Regions from separate parts of the Triticum aestivum genome. Here region 2 is linked to region 1. The links are chromatin contacts, called in public Hi-C maps. All regions are on one chromosome and are shown on one strand. Each heading gives the region's core, a stretch centred on a gene start, on an enhancer-like site or on the middle of the called end of the contact. The rest is flanking DNA. Distances are from core to core; before and after follow the strand shown. Region 1 has its middle 210 kb from the start of LOC123049394. Region 2 holds the start of LOC123053332 (serine/threonine-protein kinase SAPK7).

What was found. A called contact is a pair of places that touch in the nucleus more often than the background predicts.
Region 2: a Hi-C map of leaf shows a contact between it and region 1, with 7 times the contacts expected there. The contact joins the promoter of LOC123053332 here to the enhancer-like site in region 1. A contact is called at or near these places in 2 of 5 Hi-C or Micro-C datasets (both in leaf).

Annotation. Positions count from the first base shown.
Region 1 is chr2D:388,045,946-388,051,923 of IWGSC CS RefSeq v2.1, forward strand. No RefSeq gene overlaps it. Among protein-coding and RNA genes, the nearest start is that of LOC123049394, 210 kb to the left of the region's middle. Within about 2 kb of position 2,301, at least 2 of the 8 cell types and tissues checked have an H3K27ac peak or open chromatin away from gene starts, as enhancers often do. A contact at or near this core is called in leaf, where this site is marked.
Region 2 is chr2D:388,511,324-388,517,244 of IWGSC CS RefSeq v2.1, forward strand. LOC123053332 (serine/threonine-protein kinase SAPK7) reads left to right here and starts at 2,867. Exons shown (of 9, transcript XM_044476794.1): 1 at 2,867-3,255; 2 at 3,391-3,465; 3 at 3,554-3,655; 4 at 3,730-3,783; 5 at 3,866-3,958; 6 at 4,230-4,322. The coding sequence starts at 3,136.

The sequences.
Region 1 (5,978 bases), core at 1,051-3,550:
AACATGGATTATTTGCTGCAATCTTTCTGAAAGTTTCACTCTTCGGCACCACTACCTTCTTCCACCTGTCATGCAACCTAAGAAGTTCTTTACTTACCTCCTCATAGGTCCTTTCAGGCCACCCAGACCTACGTAATTGGTGAGCCAACTCATTCATTATGGTGTCACTACCGGTGAGTTCGTCCCATGGAACTATCCTATTATCCATCCTGAAATCGGTAGCTAGCCTCAGAAGAGTCCTGCTCATCCCAGGGTGAAAACTACGATCGAAAGGATAATGGGGCATCTCAACTACACTACACTGCAATGCTTATCCACCTCCGTCTGAAGGGGGTTTTATAGGTAGAGAGGAGAAAATGGCGGGAAAGAACGACTACGGTATGGCGGGAAAGGGTTGGCGGTAAATGGGTGGCGGGAAACGGGTGGCGGGAAACGGGTGGCGGGAAATAGTTGGCGCGAACATACGGCGGGAAAGGGTTGTGCGGAATACGTCATAGTTTTACAAAAAAAACAGGGATCGTTCGGAAAAAAATGGTGGCATGCACCAGTCGGCCCACAGCAGGCCAATTAGTCCTTGTCGGCCCACTGCAGGCCTATCGGCCAACTGCAGGCCGACTGGACCCTGTCGGCCAACTGCAGGTCGACTGGACTTGATCTGGTGGCCGACAGCCCAATCGGCCAGCAGCAAGCTGATGGGCCACCAGTCGGCCTGCTTTGGGCTGACTAGGCTCAGTCGGCGTGCAGCGGGCCGACGGTGTATTATTTTTAAAAATTCTTTTTTCAGCGTAATATTGTGTAATTTAATAAAAAATGTATTATCCCGAAGGAGCGCTCGTTAACTAGTTGCTCCTGGATTAATGTAATCAACATCGTGAGGATTTGTGATTGAAGCTTGGGGGAGGAAGGGCCCGCATGCGTCCCTCTGCTGCGCTTCTGCTGAATCGCACGTGCGTGCAGTGCGTACGAGCTGTCCCATTTCGGGCGTTGAAGCAGGGCCAGGCAAACGGTTTTGGGAACCTTCTAGAGGATTCCCTCGACCGGTTTGTTTTTCATGATTTTATTTCTTTTACTGATTTTTGGTTTTTCATGTTTTTTTTCTATTTTTTCTGTTTCTGTTTTCTTATTAATTTTTTTCCTTTCTTTTTATTTTATCCTTTTTCGTTTTTATTTTTATTCTTTGTTTTAAGAAATGTTCGAAATTCCAAATTTTGTTCATGATTTAATTTTTTCCCACAATTTAGAAAAAAATATAAAAAATTCACAATTGTTCAGCGTATATTACAAAAATGTACAATGTATATATAAAAATTGTTCAACATATATCAAAAAATTTCAATGTCTATTTCAATATTGTTCAGCTTATATCACAAAAATGTTCAATGTGTAGTTAAAAAATGTTCATCATATATTTACAAAAAAAATATTTAATGTATATTTGACAAAATATTCAGTGTATATCACAAAAATATTCAATATGTATTTCAAAACTGTTCAGAATGTATCCAAAAATGTTCTTTATCTATTTAAAAATTGAACATCGTATATTTACAAAAATGTTCAATGGGTGAATTTTTTTGTATTTTTTTTCTTAATCTGTCACGGCATGGAGTTCAAAGAAATTTGCGCGATCAACTAACCACAAAAAATTAGCAGCTCAACTGGTGAAGAACGCTTACTCGTCGTTGCCAGGTTATGAGTTATAATCCATGGAAGAGCATTTTTTGTTCTCTTATTTTTAGCAGCCCTTCGCTATGACGCCATCGAATGGACCGGCCCATTCAGTTCGCGCCTGCGCGAAAGCTCGTCCTTTTGACGCTAGCGAGCGTCAGGTAGGGACTCCCGGTTGGTACTGTAGCGACTGGACACCTTAGCGTTCCGACACAATTACCGTAGCAGTGGTTTTCCTCCCCTAAAAATAACGGGCCGGCTCAGATTATCGGTCGCTCACCAATTCATGTGCGTAAGGCCGGCTATATGACACAGAATGCATCACATAGGGTTGCCTGTAATAGCCGACAGTGTAGATTCACCCACCAGCTTATCAGAAAAACCGACCAAATCCTCTGATTCTCTCTCAAAAACTAAAAGCCGACCATCGATAGCCACGTGAGGGCCCAGGGCCGGATGCGTCGGGTGCCCCAGGTTCATGCACACATAGACCCACACACCTCCTTATAGCTAGCTTACTTAAGCACACTGCCTATGTGAACGGCATCTTAAGGCTGCCTCTGTGCAACAGTATTCCGTCTACACTACCCTGGACTCGGGGACTGATGAGCCGGAGCAACCGGAAAAGGCGGGAGGCCGGCCACATGCGAAAGCAGGTGCGACTACGTAGTGCGCCATGGCATGCCACGCCAATATGCTATGCGTGGTGCCGTGGGAATCTTCCCACAAAGTCAAAACCGAGTGGGTCAATTTGTACCCTAGCTACCAGGTACACACTTGGCGGGCGCTGCGAGCGCGAGCGGTTTTCACAGTCACAGTGTGTACAGTCTTAAACAACGGGATCGAGATCGACCGACGCGCGCGCGCCTGACCTGCAGGTGGTCCGGCCACGGAGACCTTGGATGCTAGCGTTGGAGTTGTCCACGCGCGTACGTGTACCGGTGTACGTGATGGGTAAACAAACTACAGCGCTAATGTTCTCCGGCATCTGCAGTGTGCGTGAAACAGGATCTGGGGATTGACGAGGAGGCAACGCTACCTTTAGCTTTGGTCAAAGATGCGCCCACCCCAAATACGGGGGCAGGGGAGCCCAGGGCGGTGGCGGTGGGGTGGCACGCATAGCACTGGCCTGGGCGGCAAGAGGAGCCCGCGCCATCGCCGGGGCCGCGGGGAGCGGAGCCCATGCAGCATTTTGTACTCTGCTGCGATCTGATCTGCGCTTCAAGTTCCCGCGCTTAATTTTATTCATGTAGTTCATGGTTTTTCTATATTCTTATAAAAAAAAGTTCATCGTTCTTTGCGGCTCCTGTGATTTTTTTTAACACAATACAGACACAGACGCTTATATACACGCGCATACACTTTTATTTGTGGGCTTGTTTGCTATTACCTCAGCTTGTACTGTACTTTTTTTTTCCTTTTCATCGTTTATATGGATCTTTGTTTTTCGGTTGGATGTTGCTCATTGGTTGTGGTTGATGTACCTATAAATCGGGGCGTTCAGCCTTTTCAGCAATATAATCTTGTGATTGATAAAGTCACCACATACGTTTGGTGGGCTGGGGATACCATTATCCTCCTAACTATCCAACCACAGGTTGGTTCACGCGGGATCGTGTGGTTGTATGTGCCCATACAAGCCTTTTATTTTGTTTCAATCTAAAAAAGTTTCAGTTATTATTTTTGCAAAATTAAGTTAACTTTCTAGCCATGCAATTCTCTTTGCAATATGTGACTAGTTGTAGAGGAGATTAGGCGAATGTGTGGGACGAACTGCAGCGTCCATGCCAACAAAGCAAACGCAAGGTTGTCGTTTGAGGTAGAGGCAATGACGATGCAACGGTCTAGTTGGAGGGTTGACATTGCGCAGTGGAGGGGGAGGAGGGGTGTGATGGCGAGGTGGCACGATAGCGACACCAACGATGGAACATGGATCCGCTTGCAGATGGGGTCAAAAGCGGGAGGACCAGTCATGAAGATATCACTGGTGAGGTGAAAGGCGATGACGCATGCGCGAAAGAGGGGAAGGACTAGAGAGCTGAGACAAACACACTCGAGGGGGCTGTGATTTTGGGCATGAAGACATTGGGAGAGTTTTGGTCTATTTGACTCGAGATCTAATGATAACAACTTGGTTGACACTTTCTCTGAATTTCAAATAATTGACAAACCTCTTATTTCTCACTATGACACCACGAAAGACAACACTTGCATAAGTAAACTTAAATTAGACAAAAGCAAACACGTAGATGCAAGACGAAGATTTTTCTCGTAGTTCAAATAGTTGGCACTATCCTACTCCACGTTGAGGCTACGAACCACATATCTTTTAGGATTACAAAGATCTTTTTTTTGAAGTAAATCCCTCGCTTTATTAAACTGACAAGAGATTACAATATGGCTGAAGAATTCTAGTCGGGAATTCAGGAATTGCATCAAAGCAAGAACATGAAAATTGCTAAGAGCTTATTTTCCGCATAGATGTGCGCCCAGCCCGCGCCGCGAGGAGTCCAAAGAAATTTGAAACCCTGGAATGGTTCGATCATCCGTCTAATTTCCATCATGATATGTGCACCATTGACCCGAGTTTGATTCGGCTCATGCACAAATCTGCAACTGTAGAGTAGTCCACCTGGACCATAACATATTGATGTCCTCTTCTCATCGCAGCTTCTACACCATCTCGGCATGCCAATACCTCTCTCAGGAAAGGGTCCTCAATGCCCTTATATTTCTTCAGTCTGGCTTCTAATAACACCCCTTGGTGATCGCTAATAATGTAGGCCGAGCCAGCCAGCCATTTACATGCATCAATTACCCCGTCGGAGTTAACAGCTACCCAGGCAGCCGTGGGAGGGTGCCAGCTCTACGGGCCATTGTTCTCCTTAGGAGCAACTTGACTTAGGGGTAGCTCAAGCACCCCTACCAGTTCATCAACTAGTTCCATCGATCTCAGCGACTGGATCTTTTCCTCTCCATGAGTAAATATATTCGTGCTAGACCAGATGCACCACATGATTGTGACAAAGATCACTGCGTCCTCCATCTTGATAGTGTCTGGTAAAATGACATCACCTGCCCATGTCAGAGGATATAGGTGCGGGGGTTTCAGTCATGTTCGCTCGAACAGTGCTACCCAAAATTGCTTGTAATGATCACATGTGATCAACACATTGTAGAGACTTTGTTCGACAAAACCACAGAGTTTGCATGTTGCATTGTCCGCGATATGGCGATGTGTGAGGGTTTCCAGAGAAGGAAGGAGACCCCCTGAGTACCCACCACCAGAAAATTCTGATTTTGGGCAGTGCATTTAGCTTCCATAGGGCACGCCATATACCACTTGGGTCTACTGGCGCAAGATTCATCATTATGATTGTATTCTACCAGCAGTCTATAGGCCGACCTCACCGAATAGCAACTTGATCGCTACCTGACCAGGCCCAAAATTCCTCGCCACCATGACGTGGGCGAGGCATAGCCAAAACCGCATGTGCATCCGGTGGTAATAGAACGTGTCTAACAAGTTGTTCATCCCATTCACCGGTATGAGTGTCAATGAGTTCCCCCACACCCAATCAACCAGAAGGTCCGATAATCGACCCATAGTTCTAACAGTTAGAGTATCAATGATCCATCGATCAGTACAAATGCTAGTATCTTGTCCATTACCGATCCGTTTGATGAGGCCTTGCTGAAGCACAACACGACCACATATGATCGCCCTCCAAGTGTGGAAGGCACTTTTTAGGCACCCGACTGATAGGAAATCGGTGTTAGGAAGTATCTTTCCTTCAAAACTCGGGCACAGAGACTTGTTGGGTTTTCAAGTAACCTCCAGGTTTGTTTCCCAAGCATTGCATCATTGAAAGAAGGGAGATCACGAAATCCCATTCCTGCATGATTTTTTGGGACAACAAGTTTGTCCCAAGATTGCCAATGCATTCCCCTTTGTCTAGTGATCCAGCCCACCAGAATTTTGACATGATTGTCGTGAATTTGGAGCACAACCCCTTGGAGAACTTAAAACAACTCATTGAGTGGGCTGCTAGTGCTTGGACCACTGATTTGAGGATAACTTCTTTCGCAGCATAAGACATCAAACGCTCACCCCACCCTTTGACTCTGGACCTCGCCTTTTTCAATCAAATGCTCAAATTGATGATCAGTGAGGCGTCCAGTCGTCATAGGAAGCCCAAGGTATTTTTCAGAGAGCGCTCTCTCTCAATCTGCAAGATATTCCTCAAAACTCCCCTGGCTGGTAAGGGGCAATTAGGACTGAAAAATGTAGAACTCTTCTGCTTATTAAC
Region 2 (5,921 bases), core at 1,617-4,116, 470 kb after region 1:
ATTAATGAAATAACCAACACATAGAGCACCAAGAAGCAAAACTTACGAGCTCTTTGAGTGACGTGCCCCTTGGCCACCTTATATGCAGTTGTGCATATGCACCGCAACATGTTCATGGTCTTTTGAATGGTGTGTCCTTGATAGATAGCGACTTTGCACTGCGAACGTGAATCACTTCCATGTTGTAGGGCGCGTAGTGCTTGTGCTCATGGAATCAAACATGCACACATTGCCAAAATGACCTGACATTTTGCTTCATGCCTTGAAACTCCACACTTATGTCCAACCACACCTCACACAACAATTCATCCTCCTTCACAGAGTACATTGTCATTGTGTTTGCTTCAAAGTAAACAACGAGAACATCAATTTTTTTGGCAATGGCATTGGGACGAATACTTGTCCAGCATGGTGTCCACCATATATGGTGTTTGCAGTGAGCGGAGGATACATAGGCTGCGACAGGATCCGGGGTGGAATTGTGGTGTAGTCCAAGGAGGGTAGGAGCATGGGTGGGATGTCGGAGGTCCAGCAAGGCCTGGGCTACGGCGGGGGTGGTACAATAGCGACGTTGGTCTCCGAGGGTGCGGATACAGAGCACAGTGAGAGAAGAGATTGAGGAAAAGGGCTTCTAGTGGGGGTATTTTGATGAGTCGAGGGTGTTGGAGTTTGACGTGGTAGACGTCGAGACGCCCCAATACTTCCAAGGCGCGGTTTCGATTTGGGTTGGATGACAAAAAACGTCCACAACATTTAATTCGAAGATTTCGAGGCAATATTTACGATCCACGTCGGAGTTGCCCTACTCCCTATAATAGAACATAGCCTCATGTCGATACGAGCATGGTGTAAGGGTATCTACAATCGAACGACCCATATCCGCCCAAAGGCTCGGGCAGCCTGCCCGAACATTGCCCGGACAGAAAAAAAAAACACCCAACCGGCTGCCCCAAACACAGCCCAAGCGTTCGAGCTAACATGCAAACTCCATACCCATCCCATATGTGGGTGGATATGGGATGCCCAGACGCGTCCACCACGTCGGATCCGGACCACGATGGCCCACCCGACCCCACATATATTCATCTCTATTTGCACTATGGACCAAACCCTAGTCATTCCAATCCCTCCGTCCCCAAACTCCTGCGCGGCGAAACTCTGGCCTTCTCGAGCGTGGCGGGCAACGAATCCGACTCCGAGATCTCCTATCCATCGACCGAGAACTTGCCCCACGGGGGAGGGGGGGTGGTGGGGGGAGGAGGAGATGGTTGTCTGCATTGCTCTGCGCCGCTCCCGGGAGGAGTGGGCCCGACCGTGATCGGACTCGAGCCGGTGGGAATCCATTGTGTCCGCTCAAATGGCACTTGGATCCGTTGGGGCTAGTGGCTAGAGGCGCGTGACTACGGCCTCGCCGGAAGCGCTGACTACCGCCTGGCAGTGCAACCCCTTTGTTGGCGCATCGTCCCCACGCTTTCAGGCTTCGAGTCAAAGGTCAATGCCAACATGCCTCACGAACCATCCACGTCTATCGTGAGGCATGCCCTCCGTGTGAAGCACAGGGCGCGGGAGGCCACAGAGGCTGAGTCGAACACCGCCGCCGCCTGGCGCCGCAACCTTAGGTGGCCGCATTGGGCTTCGACCATGAGGCTGACCGGTCCATGTCTATCATGGTCCTCACCTCCACCGATGATGCCCAGGCGGAAGGTTTGAACGAGGAAAAATAGGGCATGGGAGACGGCAGCGCATCGTGTCCCATGCGGGACAACCCATGTCCCTTGTCCTACTATACCTTGCCGGCGACCAGACTTTCACTCCACGGGTCTCACGGCTGCCGGACAGGGACACGGACACCGCCGAAGATTTAGATTAGGTTTTGCCTTGCATGTAATTGTATGAGGATGAGGATTTGCAATTGCATACATGATGGTGGCATCCAATATTTAAGGTGTGACCTTTCACTATACATGGACACACACCGTGGACTTTTGGGTGTCGGATTTAGCCGCGCCCGCGTACCCCGCACCCGTGTTGAAATCCAGAGTCTCTCGTACGCTGCACCCGCGCGCACACCCACGGGATGCGCCCATGTGCCCACCGCCGCAAGGCCCCCAGCCTCCGTTCCGCTCGCCGATCCACCATCGGTAGGTTCACTGATGATTTCGCAGTTCCACCCACCCGCAGCACGTACAAGCCATCCCGACCCCATGACGCCGATGGTCAGACGGTAGAAGAAGACGGATACATCCCGCGTGCCGCGGATCCTTTTCTTGAAAGAAAGAGAAAATCATTCTCTTTCCCTTCCACATCATCATCATCATAATCAGCGATGAAAGTTTTTCAGTCCCGAGAGAGGAGAAACGTGAAGAATGACGTCCGTTTTCCACAGTCCAAGCATGTTATTTCCGCCTGTTGCTGCTTGCGACCGCCTAGCGAGCAATTCATTTCAGTTGGGTATTGTGTTCCGCGTGACAACCAGATCTTGCCTGTCTGCCTGTAAGGCCAGCGCTTTGACTCTCGTCAGTTACTACTTACTCTAGTCGTAAAATAGACAGATTTAATTTACTTATTTTGCGGGTGGTCGTTTATTATTTGACCGCAACCGTTTCTAGTGCTTCAAAAGCAAGCAGGGCTCCCTTCAAAATCATCAAAAGAAAAAAAAATCAAGCAAAGGCAACGGGAGCCAGACTGTCCTCGGTTCAGTAACCGCCAAATCAAGCAACACGGAGAGAAAGGAAAGCTCCCAATGCACACAAGGACCTCACTGTCAATTACAACAAATCAAAGGTCCAAACGACAATTAGTTCCGGAGAAAACAAGTCATGAGCACGCCATGTCATGGCACATCATCATCATAATCTAATCACCAAATAAAACTAGTACTACTCCTCGGAGCAGCAGCGCTGCAGCAGTGGTATTAATTAATCGAACCCATCCCACCGGGGAAGAAGAAGAAGAAGAAGCAGCCTCTCCTTCTCCTTTAAGCTTCGAATCATCCTTCCCCCCCTCCCTCCCTCCCACCTCATCTCGCCGCGACGAAGCTTCCAAAACCCCCAAAAGGATCCCCCAATCTTCGCCTCTGCCTCCGGCCCGATCAAGCTTTCTGCAGCGGTTGCCGCGCGACTCGGCCCGGGATCCATGGAGAGGTACGAGCTGCTCAAGGACATCGGCGCCGGCAACTTCGGCGTCGCGCGGCTGATGCGGAACAAGGAGACCAAGGAGCTCGTCGCCATGAAGTACATCCCACGGGGCCTCAAGGTGCGCTCGCCGCCGCCGGCCGGAGTCGGGCTCCCCTGTGATCCATCCCAGCATGGGCCGGCCCGGTCGAGTTTTTCCTTCCTGCCGCGAATTTAGTGACGGAGTGTCTTTTTGGGCGTTTCTTGGTGTTTGCAGATTGACGAGAATGTGGCGAGGGAGATCATAAACCACCGGTCGCTGCGGCACCCCAACATAATCCGATTCAAGGAGGTGGGCGAGGGAACGGGCAAGGCGCCGGGAGCAATCCTTTCCGGCTTCTCCGGCCGAAGAAGAGTATAACGGATTGATTCTTTTGCAGGTGGTGGTCACGCCGACGCACCTGGCGATTGTGATGGAGTACGCGGCCGGCGGCGAGCTCTTCGACCGGATCTGCAACGCCGGGAGGTTCAGCGAGGACGAGGTGAGGATCGGTCCATTGCCTGTCTCCATTTTCGGCGCCGGTTCGTGTAACCGACGGTTGCTTTGTCCCCGCAGGCCAGGTACTTCTTCCAGCAGCTCATCTGCGGCGTGAGCTACTGCCACTTCATGGTAAGAACAAGCAAACCGGTGCAATCCCTGATAAAAAAAATCCTAGATCATCAGATGGTATAAAATAGTCGTTGATCTGCAGCAAATTTGCCACCGGGACCTGAAGCTGGAGAACACTCTGCTGGACGGCAGCCCGGCGCCCCGCCTCAAGATCTGCGACTTCGGTTACTCAAAGGTAATAGTAATAAAAATAGTAACAACAATTATAAAAAGGAGGCATTTTCTGCGGGGGGTCAAAAGCTGCACTTCGCTTGGCTTTGCGGCCGGAAAGATCGGAGGATTCATCTCGCCCTCCCGAAATGCAATTGGTTTCCTCTTCCTGCGCGAAACTGCTCGCGAAAGCAACGTCCCCTGCCATTGTTGACCCAAACAAGTTCGGCGCCACGCCAACGCCTTTTTTCCCGCTGCGGTGCACTGAACATGCTTCCCTTTTCTTCCTTTTGCAGTCGTCGTTGCTGCACTCGAAGCCCAAGTCGACGGTTGGAACGCCGGCGTACATCGCCCCGGAGGTGCTCTCCCGCCGGGAATACGACGGCAAGGTCAGTCGGTCGGTCTCCGGCTCTCTCTCTCTCTCTCTCTCCGCCGTTTTCTCTATTCTTCTGCCTCGTGACTCTGCTCATGGGCCCGCCGTGCGGTGGGTCCCGGAGGCAGTGGCGGTAGCGACCCACTTGTCCTAGCCCGTGAGCACGTGCCGCCTGCCGCTGCAGTACACGTACACGTAGCGTGGCTCTCGCTTCTCGAGGCCGCCAACCAGCAGCCCTTGTGAACTGGGTCCATGGGCCACAACACTCCATTCAGCGAGTGGGCCCGTGGGTTCATTCTGGCGTGGGTCTATAGGCTGGGTCCTTTCGGGCCAGCTAATCAGCTATCTCTGACTGGTGGATTCGGAATTTGTCCCTAGTTACAGATCTGCCTGCCTGTTACCGGGCAGACGCGCGCACTCCCACTGGGCGGTGGGCCCAACGCCACGCTGGCTCTGAGATAGTGTCCCTCGCTTGGCTTGCTGCCGCTGCTCATGTGGCAGGTGATTAGATTCCCGGTTAAATGTGGACAGTCCTTGTCGTGGCAGTCCTCCAAATTTATTTTTATTTTTGAAAGGCAGTGGATTTTGTTGAAAAACTCGGTCGAAAAAGCGAAAAGGTGAGAGATTATGCAAAGATATGTTGTTCTTTCTGTGTCTCATGACGTCGATTTGGACATTCACATTCTCATGATCGAAATTCACACATCATGCTCGATCGATGGCGATGCTCGCTCCAACCAGCGGTCCCTGCTTCTCATGCACGCCATCCAAATGCGAAAAGAGGGGAGGAAAGGTTTAGGTTGATCGGATTCAGACCGGTTTAAGTGGTCACGAGTTCTTTTTGTTTTTCCGCGAGAACATCAAGAGTTCGCGAGCTCGTGTGCGCCCTCTTGGTTTAATTTATTGTGGCCTGCAGTAAAGTTAGATTTCCTGGAGAAAGCATGTGATTCTGTGGATACAGATATTAGAATTAGATACCCTATTTCTGCACTTCATACTACGAAAGCTTGGAGCTGGGGACCGGGGTAGGGTTGTTTGTAATTTCAGTTGCGAAATGCAACTTCAGTGGGTGAAGAGACGGGAGCGTGATTATGTCTATAGGAGCATGCGTCAAAAGGAGTGATTTTACATCACTAGGGAATTAAAATGCTCAGACGGAGATAGGTCAGTTGAATGCATGTTTGTGACAAGCAAAAGCTCCATGAGGCAGACACACCCATGGGCACATCAGCTTGACAAATCGTTTGGTTTTTGTTGGACGTGTCATTTTTTTAGGCTCACTTCATACTTTATGTCCTTGTCTAAAACATTTTACCATCATGGTCCTAGTGCTACAGATACAGATTAGCCTTTTTTTTCTGAAACGAACAGATTAGCTAATTGAGGTTGTCACAAAGGTCCATCTGACCCAATCCTTTTCAAGTAGCCTTGCTAGACTGAACTTCTCGTTGGCGCTTTGTGGTCCTTTATAAATATTTCATTATCCATCTCTTTTTCTCTCGTTGTCCGATACTGCTATGATATCTTGTGAAGAATTTTCTGTACGACGGTTACTGTTTTTTTCTTCCCTCACTGTCCAACAAATCATATCAGACTGGTTACATCTTGGCTTTCC